2 separate regions of the Mus musculus genome follow, and region 1 is linked to region 2. A link is a contact called in public Hi-C data. All regions are on one chromosome and are shown on one strand. The core of a region is the stretch at or near the end of the contact, and the rest is flanking DNA. Distances in the headings are between cores, read along the strand shown. Region 1 overlaps Lrmda (leucine rich melanocyte differentiation associated). Region 2 has its middle 55 kb from the start of Comtd1.

The links. Hi-C and Micro-C count contacts between places; a contact is called where the count stands out from the background.
Region 1: a contact with region 2 is called in a Hi-C map of uterus. The contact joins two enhancer-like sites. A contact is called at or near these places in 1 of 484 Hi-C or Micro-C datasets (uterus), 1 of 115 datasets of contacts at active chromatin or transcription factors (acute myeloid leukemia) and 2 of 9 other capture datasets (embryonic tail and embryonic trunk).

The regions. Positions count from the first base shown.
Region 1 is chr14:22,903,106-22,908,234 of GRCm38.p6, reverse strand. The region is part of intron 6 of Lrmda (leucine rich melanocyte differentiation associated); the gene reads right to left. Among named protein-coding and RNA genes, the nearest start is that of Gm30783, 27 kb to the left of the region's middle. Within about 2 kb of position 1,679, at least 77 of the 459 cell types and tissues checked have an H3K27ac peak or open chromatin away from gene starts, as enhancers often do. A contact at or near this core is called in uterus, where this site is marked.
Region 2 is chr14:21,901,155-21,906,505 of GRCm38.p6, reverse strand. No RefSeq gene overlaps it. Among named protein-coding and RNA genes, the nearest start is that of Comtd1, 55 kb to the right of the region's middle. Within about 2 kb of position 2,510, at least 70 of the 459 cell types and tissues checked have an H3K27ac peak or open chromatin away from gene starts, as enhancers often do. A contact at or near this core is called in uterus, where this site is marked.

The DNA of each region.
Region 1 (5,129 bases), core at 430-2,929, 1.0 Mb before region 2:
CCCTCCTCTGATGGGAAATTCAAACCTAAGGTCATGGAAACACTGCTTGCCCTTCCCCCAACTTCAGTTATCCAGTGTAGCTCTGCTAGACTGAAAACCCAAGGCATTCCCCATTGCCAGTCCATATCACAATCAATGTTGATTGAATGTCTGAATGTAATTTGAATGAGAGGCATTTCAAAGCACAAAGGTTCTGTTCCCAATAAATTCAGTCTATATAATCAAATGCATTCTTGCTGGCCCAATCAGCAGAGGCCTGGCAGGGACAGAAAGAAAGAAAGAAAGAAAGAAAGAAAGAAAGAGAGAGAGAGAGAGAGAGAGAGAGAGAGAGAGAGAGAGAGAGGAAGAAGAAGAAGAAGGAGGGGGGAGGGAGGGAGGGAGGGAGGGAGGGAGGGAGGGAGGGAGGGAGGGAGGGAGGGAGAAAAGTAGAGAAGAGAAAAGAAAAAAGAAAACCTAAGCTTAAATCTTACAATTGCCCCTTTGAGGGTCGTTGACTCTGCAAGTTTTACAGTGGGATCCCCAAAATGAATGCTGCCTCTATGCAAAGCAACAGGGGGTCATGTTATAATTAGAATGCAATCAGTGGGATTGGTTATGGCTTGGTTCTCTTTCTGAAATGACAATCTATGCCACATCTGCCATTACATTAATATTTTCTGCCTTTTGAGAACAGGGGGAGGGTGGGTAGGGGAGGTGGAGGAAGGCATCTCTCTACTGGGCTGCTGATAGAGTTGTCTTAACTAGAAGTCTGCGTGAGCTAATCAAGGCCTGAGCAGTTCACCTTTAAAATACCCAAACCATCTGGCAGGCTGTCCCACGATAAATCTCTATGATAAATGCCTCCGTTTTGATGTTACAAAGGAACCACAGACCTGCTCAGTTTTGGCACAGCTGAGAACATACTGGCAACAGCAGAATAGAATTCAGATGTCCTCAAATAGAGAAGTAAATCATTTTGACCTGCGGGGCATAATATATTTAGAGAAAGCCTGATTGTAATAAAAAGGTTGGTCTTGTCACAGTTTCTGCTGCAGGAATGGTGATCTATTTTTTTGTTTTGTTTTGTTTTGTTTTGCTTTTCTGGTATATACTTTTCAGTTTAATGAAAACTCCAGTGAGTATCCTATAAAAGCTTTCCATCTCTACCCCTGCTTTTTGTGTGAGAGTCTTCAGACATCTCTTTCTGTCCCCTTGTGAATTGCTACAGTGGCCGCTTGCTGGTTCTCAGGCATCCTGCAGAGGAATAGCTGGAGTGGAGCATGCCTTCAGAATGATTAATCCACTTGCCTTTCACGGGTCTGTTTTGCTGGGCCCAGAGCCACTGCCAAGAAAGGACACACTGTGACCACCAGCACCAGGGAGAGAAGGCATAGCCTCTCAACTCAAGGTTAGCCTGGACCTGGTGCCGAGGGGGACTCATAAAATAAATTATGCTGTGTGGTTTTGGAAGGTAGACTTTTATGTCTCGCCAAGCTTCAGAAACAAATTATAGAGTGGTCAGTTGTCCTTATTTATTTCATGTTTTCCCCCCATAACATTAAGAAACTAATTAAACATGGATGCCAAATGGTAAGCAGTCTTTGTCCCACTTCCTTGCTTAGACACACAGTGCCTCACCCTTGGCTGTGGAGAAGGATCTCAGCCAAGCAAGGTTTAGCTAATGACAAGGCTTCAGCCGTTCTAGGGCTCCTGGGAATGCCTGGGACCTTGTGACAAGGCTTGGTGTCTTTTCCCACTCTGGCCTAGTTGGTTACAACAGCTTGACCAATTCTCTCCACAGCTGCTGGGGTCACTTTCTGGTGACTAATGGGAAAGACAGATTTCCCATCTGTCCCCTGAAAAATGGTTTAATAAAATGAGTCTGCTCACACACCCAAAGGAAGCCAGAAACAGGCATGAGAGGTGACATGTGTCCGATGAGGGGGTTTTCAATCTCACCCTGTTAGTCTCCAGACAAAGTTGGCAACAAAGAAGAGTAGCTGTTTCCCTGGGTAGAACTGAGTTGGGAAAGGAACACAGGCTGTTTTGAAGCTCACCGGAGCCTGCAGCGACGAGAGTCTGCAATTGCTCAGAGTCTCATTGAAAAAAAAGTACAAATAAATTTGAGGTCACCCTGTTCAATAAAACTTTAAAAAAATATATTTACTGACAGTCCACTTGGAAGGAAAAAGACACAAAAATTTATTGGCTGTTGGCAACTAGAGTGGAGACATGTTTCCCATACCTTTTTGTCTGCCTTGGGCAAAACAACACTTATCTAGTTGTTTGACTGTCCTACAAGGCAGTGCTCATGGTGCAGAGAGGAGACACCCACTGAATCTGTGGCTTCTTCAGCTCTTTAATCATTTCTTTGGCTTTTTCCCCGAATCCCTTCCAGGCTCTGGAGATTATGGTAGTTGACGATTCTTTGGGTTCAGTGGGGACAAAGAGAAATGTGCCAGGTAAGAGCATGTGCACCTATAGTTACAATGACATGGAATAATGGCACCCATTCACTCTCCCTTCTTCCCTGGCTCTTTACTCCCCTCAACTATGTGACTTGTCACTTCTGATGCTCACAGACCCTCTGGCCAGGTCACTTTTCAAATCTCTTCCTGCAATTAACAATGTGGCTACCAAGAGGCCCTGCAGGAAAATAAGAGACATTCCTCCTGCTCCCCGACTTCACCATGCTTTGCTTGTGGGTTTTGGCTCGACTCATTGGGGATGTTTCTCTTTTCTCATCTGCTCTTTAAAGCAAGAAGACACCTTGAGCCTAAACGTCCCAGAGAAGCAGGAAGATTAAGTGTGCAGTACTCACAGGTTGTGTACTTAACATTGATATTATTACTTTTTCTTTTTCTTTATTAGATATTTTCTTCATTTGCATTTCAAATGCTATCCCGAAAGTCCCCTATACCCTCTCCCCACCCTGTTCCCCAACCCACCCACTCCTGCTTCCTAGTCTGGCATTCCCCTGTACTGGGGCATATAATCTTTGAAAGACCTTTCGAAGGGCCTTTCATCCCATTGATGGCCTACTAGGCCATCCTTTGCTACATATGCAACTAGAGACACAAGTCTGGGGGGTACTTGTTAGTTCATATTGTTGTTTCTCCTATAGGGTTACAGGCCCCTTCAGCTTCTTGGGTACTTTCTCTAGCTCCTTCATTGGGGGCCCTGTGTTCCATCCAATAGATGACTGTGAGCATCCACTTTTGTATTTGCCAGGCACTGGCATAGCCTTACAAGAGATAGCTATATCAGGGTCCTGTCAGCAAAATCTTGCTGGCATATGCAACAGTGTCTGAGTTTGGTGGTTGTTTATGGGATGGATCCCCAGGTAGGGCAGTCTCTAGATGGTCCTTCCGTCCATCTCAGCTCCAAACATTGTCTCTGTAACTCCTTCCATGGGTATTTTGTTCCCCATTCTAAGAAAGAACGAAATACCCACACTTTGGTCTTCCTTCTTCTTGAGTTTCATGTGTTTGCGAATTGTATCTTGGGCATTCTAAGTTTCTTGGCAAATATCCACTTATCAGTGAGTGCATATCACGTGTGTTCTTTTGTGATTGGGTTACCTCACTCCAGATCCACCTACTTGCCTAAGAATTTCATAAATTCATTGTTTTTGATAGCTGAGTAGTACTACATTGTGTAAATGTAACACATTTTCTGTATCCCTTACTCTGTTGAGGGACATCTGGGTTCTTTCCAGCTTCTGCCTATCATAAATAAGGCTGGTATGAACATAGTGGAACATGTGTCCTTATTACAATTTGGAACATCTTCTGGGTATATGCCCAGGAGATGTATTGCTGGATCTTCTGGTAGAACTATGTCATATTTTCTGAGGAACCACCAGACTGATTTCCAGACTGGCTGTACCAGCTTGCAATCCCACCAGCAATGGAGGAGTGTCCCTCTTTCTCCACATCCTTGCCAGTATCTGCTGTCACCTGAATTTTTGATCTTATCCGTTCTGACTGGTGTGAGGTGGAACCCCAGGGTTGTTTTGATTTGCATTGACATCAATATTATTGCATGCTACTTTATATACTTCCTAGTCACTTCCAATCAGAAGCCATCAATGAGGAAGTTCCCAATGAGGAGTGGGAGGATCTGATCACCACCGAGTTGCGGAAATAACACTCCTCTCTCTAGAAACATGGTGGCCTCCAGCCAACCTTCCCGTTCACAGTCATTTGGATTTCAAAGTCAAAATCACAGCCTATGACAGAATTTTAAAACTCCCAACAGACATGTCAATTCTACCCTGATAATTTAATTTCCACCTTCTCTTTTACCAAAGAATTTTAGAATCAGGCATTTCCCAATATAAAATTATTTTATAGTATCAACTCTTAGTTAGATAGCTTATATTATATCATTGCTAACTCATGTTTTGTCATTATATTTTCACATGATTAAGGCCACTGTTCCTTTTCTATTTTTTTAATTAGGTATTTTCTTCATTTACATTTCCAATGCTATCCCAAAAGTCCCCCATACCCCCCCCAGTCCCCTCCCCCTCCCACTTCTTGGCCCTGGCGTTCTCGTGTACTGAGGCAGATAACGTTTGCAAGACCAATGGGCCTCTCTTTCCACTGATGGCCATCTTCTGATACATAACCCTTTTCTATTTTTAAATAATTATTTATTTTTATTTGTATTGTTGCTTGCCTATAGTATGTATGAGCCCCATGTGTGTGCTCAATTACTGCAGAGGTCTGAAAAGGTGGGCAGGATCCCTAGGTACCTAGAGTTACAGATGGTTGTGAGCCACCTGAAGTGGATGCTGGGAATCGAACCCAGGCCTTCTACAAAAGCAGTCAGCACTCTAAACCATAGGGCCTTCCTCTGGCCTCACTATTCCTTTCTGATTGTTAAGTGTTATAAAATATTCATAGAGCAGAGAAATAGTTGACTACTTGGCACCAGATAGAATTTAGACCTTATAAAGACACATCTCAAAGAATCGGATGATCTGGCTAGAGTCATCTAATGCCAGTATTAAATTAAGGGAAAATAATGCTGGAATTCAAGCTGAATGCACACAAGAGGAGGGGGAGAACAACACATCTGCTAGAGAACACAAATGGCTCTAATTCATGTGGTATGAAGGCAATGTGCTTTGGGGAATGGACTCC
Region 2 (5,351 bases), core at 1,261-3,760:
ATGTATTATTATGTGTAATTAATATAAGCTAATAGATACCTTTGAGACAGGGTCTTACTATGAGATTCTGGCTAACCTTAACTAGGCTTACCTCAAACTAACAGAGATCTGCCTACCTCTGCTTCCCAGAATGTAAGCATTAAAAGTTGTTTAGTGTTTAAAAAGACCGCTTTGGTGTTACTTCGGTGTTATTAGTTCCTCTCTTGTCAGTGTGACCAGTTCCCTGACAGAAACAAGTTAAAGGAGATTCCTTTTAGCTCAGCTTCAGGAGGCTTCATTCACAGTCACTCCAGTCCTTGTCTCTGTGTCTACTATCTGGTTAAAACATAGTGGCGGGGGACGGGGGGGGGGTATGCAGAAAGAAGCTACCCACCTTGTGGCAGACAGGAAGCAAAACTGAAGATGGATCTAAGGACCAGCCATGGCCTTAAAGGCACGCTCAGCCATAGCCTACTTCCTCTAGCCAGGCTCCATGCCGTTTCCAGGGTCTCCCTAACAGTGCTACCAGTCAGATATCAAGGATTCAACATAGGAGTTATGGGGACACAGCTAAATCCTACTGGGGATCCAGAGAGTGAAGTGCCTAAGTATGACATCTAGAGGATGTCCCCAAATGTGACAGAGTAAAGACATGGGAGATGGGTCTTTAAATGTGTAGAGGGTTTCCAGAGAAAGAAGCCAGAGGGCTCGGAGAGTCAGAAATAAAATGGGCACGAGCACATTGTTCTATATGAGCCTGGTAATCTTAGGGACACTAAAAAGGTTCATGAAGCAGAAATGTGGGGCTCATGGTTGAGGACAGGTGAGAAATGAGGCAGGAGAAGCTGAAGGGGGGCCACCTACTGCCAGCCAAGGCTTTGAGCTGCATCTTGTGGTGTTCACAGATGTGGGTTCCCTTCTATTCTTAGGACACTGTCCCTTGAAAATGATCCACAACCCCATGTCATCTGTCCCAAACAGCTTTCAGGTTCCATCATCAGGACTCCCCGTTTTCCAGGATACCACGCCTTCCTTCTTAAGGAAGGAATATTGGGCTTCCTCAACAACAGCAAGCTTTTCCAGGTCTCTCCTGCTCAGAGAAGTCGGGAGGAAGAAGGCAGATCTGAGCTATCATCTGCTTGGTCCAAGGGGAGTCACCACCTCAGAGGCTTGCCTGGGGTCACTGATGAGAAAGGCAGAGATGACAGTTCCCACTTCCTGCAGCAAAGCCCAAAGTTACTTACACCTCAGACCTTCTGCTCTGAAAACTGCCTGGCATCTACTCACCCTCCCCAGGGACTGAACAACTGGGTCAGAGAGAACCGCCTCTCTGCTATGCTGGGCCTGGGATGCCTCCCCAGGACAGTTCCCTCCCCAGAGACGAGAGATGGTCAAACCGCTCTCTGAACGTGACCTCAGAGATATGCAGCAAGGACCTGGGCCCTATTTATCACTACAGGGCTATAATTAGGTTTGTTAACATAGAGTCGAGTGTAGTCTCCTTGACTAGGGACTTAATCACGTTACTATTGAGTTCCTGTACGCATTGCTCCGAGTGACTGTTTTTACTTGCAGAGTTATAGCCAAGCCCGGCGGGAGGAAATTAGCTTTGGACACAAGTTTGGGGAGGGGGGGTTCTTTTTCCTCCTGACTCTGCTTCCCTCCCCCACCCTTTCCATGCGAAAATATTTAGCAAACAGTGACAATGATGAAAACCAGTAGGAAACAAAATGTTCTACATTAGTATAAAACATGAAAAATGCAGCAAGGACCCTTAGCGGTACAACATGTGTTATGCTGGCTGGCAGCCCATTAGCTCTGATAGACATTTCACTTACCTAAGTCAAATATAACAGTCTAGTATTCATTAATATAAGAAGGGGCCGTGGAATCAGAGCTACCATCTGGCTGGGCCGACAGAATAATCTACAACTCATGATTAGGTCTAAGGAGTGGGGTTTCACTTTAATCTTTCTCGTTGCTCGAAATTTCCATCTGCGCAGTTCGGCACATCATTTTTCTTCAAGACAAATGTGCTGTTTTTCATGTTCCAAAATTAGATCAGAAGAAAACGATTAATCATGTCAGGCTTGGGAAAGGGAACAAAGCCCCCATGTTCCCGGCTCTCCCTGCCCCCCCACCCCTCCCTGGCCCTGCAAGTTTGGGTTCCCCTCACCACTACTACCTAACTTCAGCATAACTTTAGGGGGGATACCACTAAGTATCCAGAGGAGAGAGGACAGGGAGAGGATTTGGGGTGCTTTAGGGAGCCCCTCACCCAAGTTTACCCTGTACTCTTGACCCAGCACACACGTGTGCTGAAGGGTCACCCCTAGCTGGTCTTGGAGGCACAAAGGCACGGCCCTGAACCCAGAGTGACAAAAAAAGGGTCGGAGGGGGCCTTCTGCAGCCCTTGTCCCCTCCTTGCCATAGCCCTGTCTGTCAGTCCGCTTGCAAGTCATAACAAATCCCTGGCGCGGAGCTGAAGCTGAGCGTTTGCCTGGGCGTCATGGGGATGATGAATGACCCGCAGGCCTTTGAAGTGCTCTGCCAGTTCAGCTGGGTCCGTGGTGCTGACAGAGAAATATACACAACAGCGTAACCAATAATGAGAACATTAAACATTCCTGCGCCGTGACAGGCTGACAGAAAAACCCGGGCTCGCATCAATCATCCTGCAGATAGACCCTTGACAAGGGGCCCTCGCCATGGCCCTCACCCGCCTCCCTGGCTCCCTCTTCTTCCGCCCAGCCCCTCTGTCCTCCTTGCCAGACCCTCTCTTCCTTCCTCAGGACCCCTCCTCTGGAGCCTCTGTCCTCTTGCGAGATTTTTGCCTTCGGGGCCTCTCTGAGGTCAAGTGAGGTTTGGGTCCCTGACATTTTAGTGAGGCAGCCCGTGAGTGACACCATGAGGAGACACCACAGCAGTGACAAGACTGTGAAGGCTTTGAGCTTACAGCACTTGCAATTATAGCTTTCAGGTCCTGAGAATGAATACAAACCACTGTGTGCTGGAAACTGTATCCAAATCCAAAGCCAGGTGCTCCGGAGCCGGTGACCCAAGACCCCCAGCTCCCTGTATGACTTGGGTAAAGGCCCCTTTCATAGTGCCCCCCACAATCCCCTGTCAGTTGAACTTAGCTGGGGGGAGGGGGTAGCATCTGAACTCTGATCTGTCTGAAAGAGAAGAAACAGCAGAGAAAAATTCTTTCTTCCTTTCCCCCCAGCAGGAAAGGAGGTCTGTCCAGATAAGACACTCTGAATGGAACTTCAGCCCCTTTTCTGAGGAGTTGCTGGCCCCTGTCTGGATTTGGCTTGAGCCACACATCCATCCCTAGGCCTGGTCTTTAGTCCCTCTGTAAGGTGGGGTAGTCCCCCACACCTTTCACACAGAGATTGGCCAGGTCTATCCAGGGGCTGGCAGCCAGCAGCTTCATTCCAGTCCCAGATTTGAGGCCTTGGGCAAATCCAGAATGCTTCTGGACCACAAAATAAAAGTAGAATCCTTGCCTGGAGGCCCTCACGGATTTGTTTATAGTCTCCAAAAGCAGAGGATTATTGGCCTGCTCTTAACCTTGGAGCTTTGAGAGAGAGGGAGTTATTTCTATTTATGTCCCCATCCTTGGCTTTTTAGCAGGGAGTAAATGTGACTTTCAAAAAAGTCATGAAAACTGCTTATAGTTTTTAATACATGCATCCTGACACAGAGGGATGGCCATTCTGGGTCATCTAAGTAGATTGGTGTTTTCAGAGGAGACAGAGAGGAGAGTACTGAACCCCTCTACTGCAAACTGCAGAAAACCTTATGCCTTCCTTTCTGCCTCCCCAGAGGCCACTACCATCCTTGCCGCCTGCGGTCATCACTGGCCTTACCCTCCTCTGATACCCTGTGGCCATTAGTCACAGTCAATGTCAAATTATGCTTGAAACTACTTGAGGTCAAGGCAATGTGTGTTACTGTCCTCTGCGTTCCCTGGCCCTTGCTAGCCTCCTTGCTCTGCCATACCTACCCCACCCTCAGCCTCTTTTCTTAGAAACTGGTCCTTCCAAGCCATGTTTGAACCCTGTTAACAATATCCTTTGCCACTGATGACCAGTCTGTCGTTTATTAAACACCTATCTCTCCATCTCCAGCAGAACAAAATCAATAACGGTAATAAAAAGATAACACCTATCTCTGCAGCCAATCAGGTTCTCTCTTCCTTGAAGTATGAACTCAGCCACAGGTAGTGTTGGGTTTCTGAAAGCTATGCAGTGGCTGGGGCTTGGGAAAGCCATTTTGATCCATATACATACACACTGAGGAGGGAAGAAAAGGCTGATGTTTAAGTCCACGCAGGAGAATGAAGAGGTAGGTGAGAGAAGTGTGAATGCTATACCAGGTAGACCCCAAGAGAAGACAGCATAGCTTCAATTCTCTTACTGACCGATCATAGGCCAATGCCTGGTTTCATTGCGGTTTTTTTTCTCTTAACATAATGGTGAGATAGCCAGTCCCTGGAAAAGACCCTGGTATGACTTGGGCCTAGTCAATCACTGTATCCCATCTTCCTGTCAAAATGATTGACTCAGGGATAACCACATGACTCATGCTAAGCAAGTCGTATACCTTCAGCGAAACTTCATAGACTGATTCTGAGAGAAACATTTCTCAATCTCTTCAAATATTTATTGTTATTGTCTTTTGTGGGCTTTGTTATTGTTATCTGAGACAGAGTCTCATTTATCCTACGTTCAAGATTGACCTTAAACTTCTGGCCCTCCTGCCTCTACCTCCAGACAGCTGAGATCCCAGGCACGTGTCACCATACCCAGTTTTATGAGGTTGAAGGCCAGGACCAGCACTCTATCAGCCCCTTTTCAGACCTTCTGGATTGGGTATTGTAAAGCTATGACTTCCATAGCTTCGAGTGCTACAGCTACTGCCTGCAAGAAACCAAGCTACACAAGCACCAGTGAAGCCCAGCAGTGAACCCATTAGTGATGGGTCTCAGTGACCTGTCTGGTCTTCTTATCTCATCAGTACTGGATCCTGCTCCATATAAAACTTTCCCACAAGGTAAGCTAGTACATTCCCTACCTTGATGAAAATAGACTTCTTGCAAGCTAAAAAAAAGTCTTCATACAAGAGTTCAGGGGACAGGCCAATTTTAGGAGGATGCATCTATGATTCTTTTTTTATTTTCCATTGCAATGAAAATAAACAAGACCACTGGATCACAGAGCAGAGAAGGCTGCAAACAATCCTCTCCTGCAAGACTCACCTGCACCCTTCCTGGCAGACAGTAAGTCTAAACAGCTGCATTCCTGAATCTCGATGCTCCCAGGACCAGCCCAGGTGATGGATTGATGAACCCCCTCTAAAATGGCTCT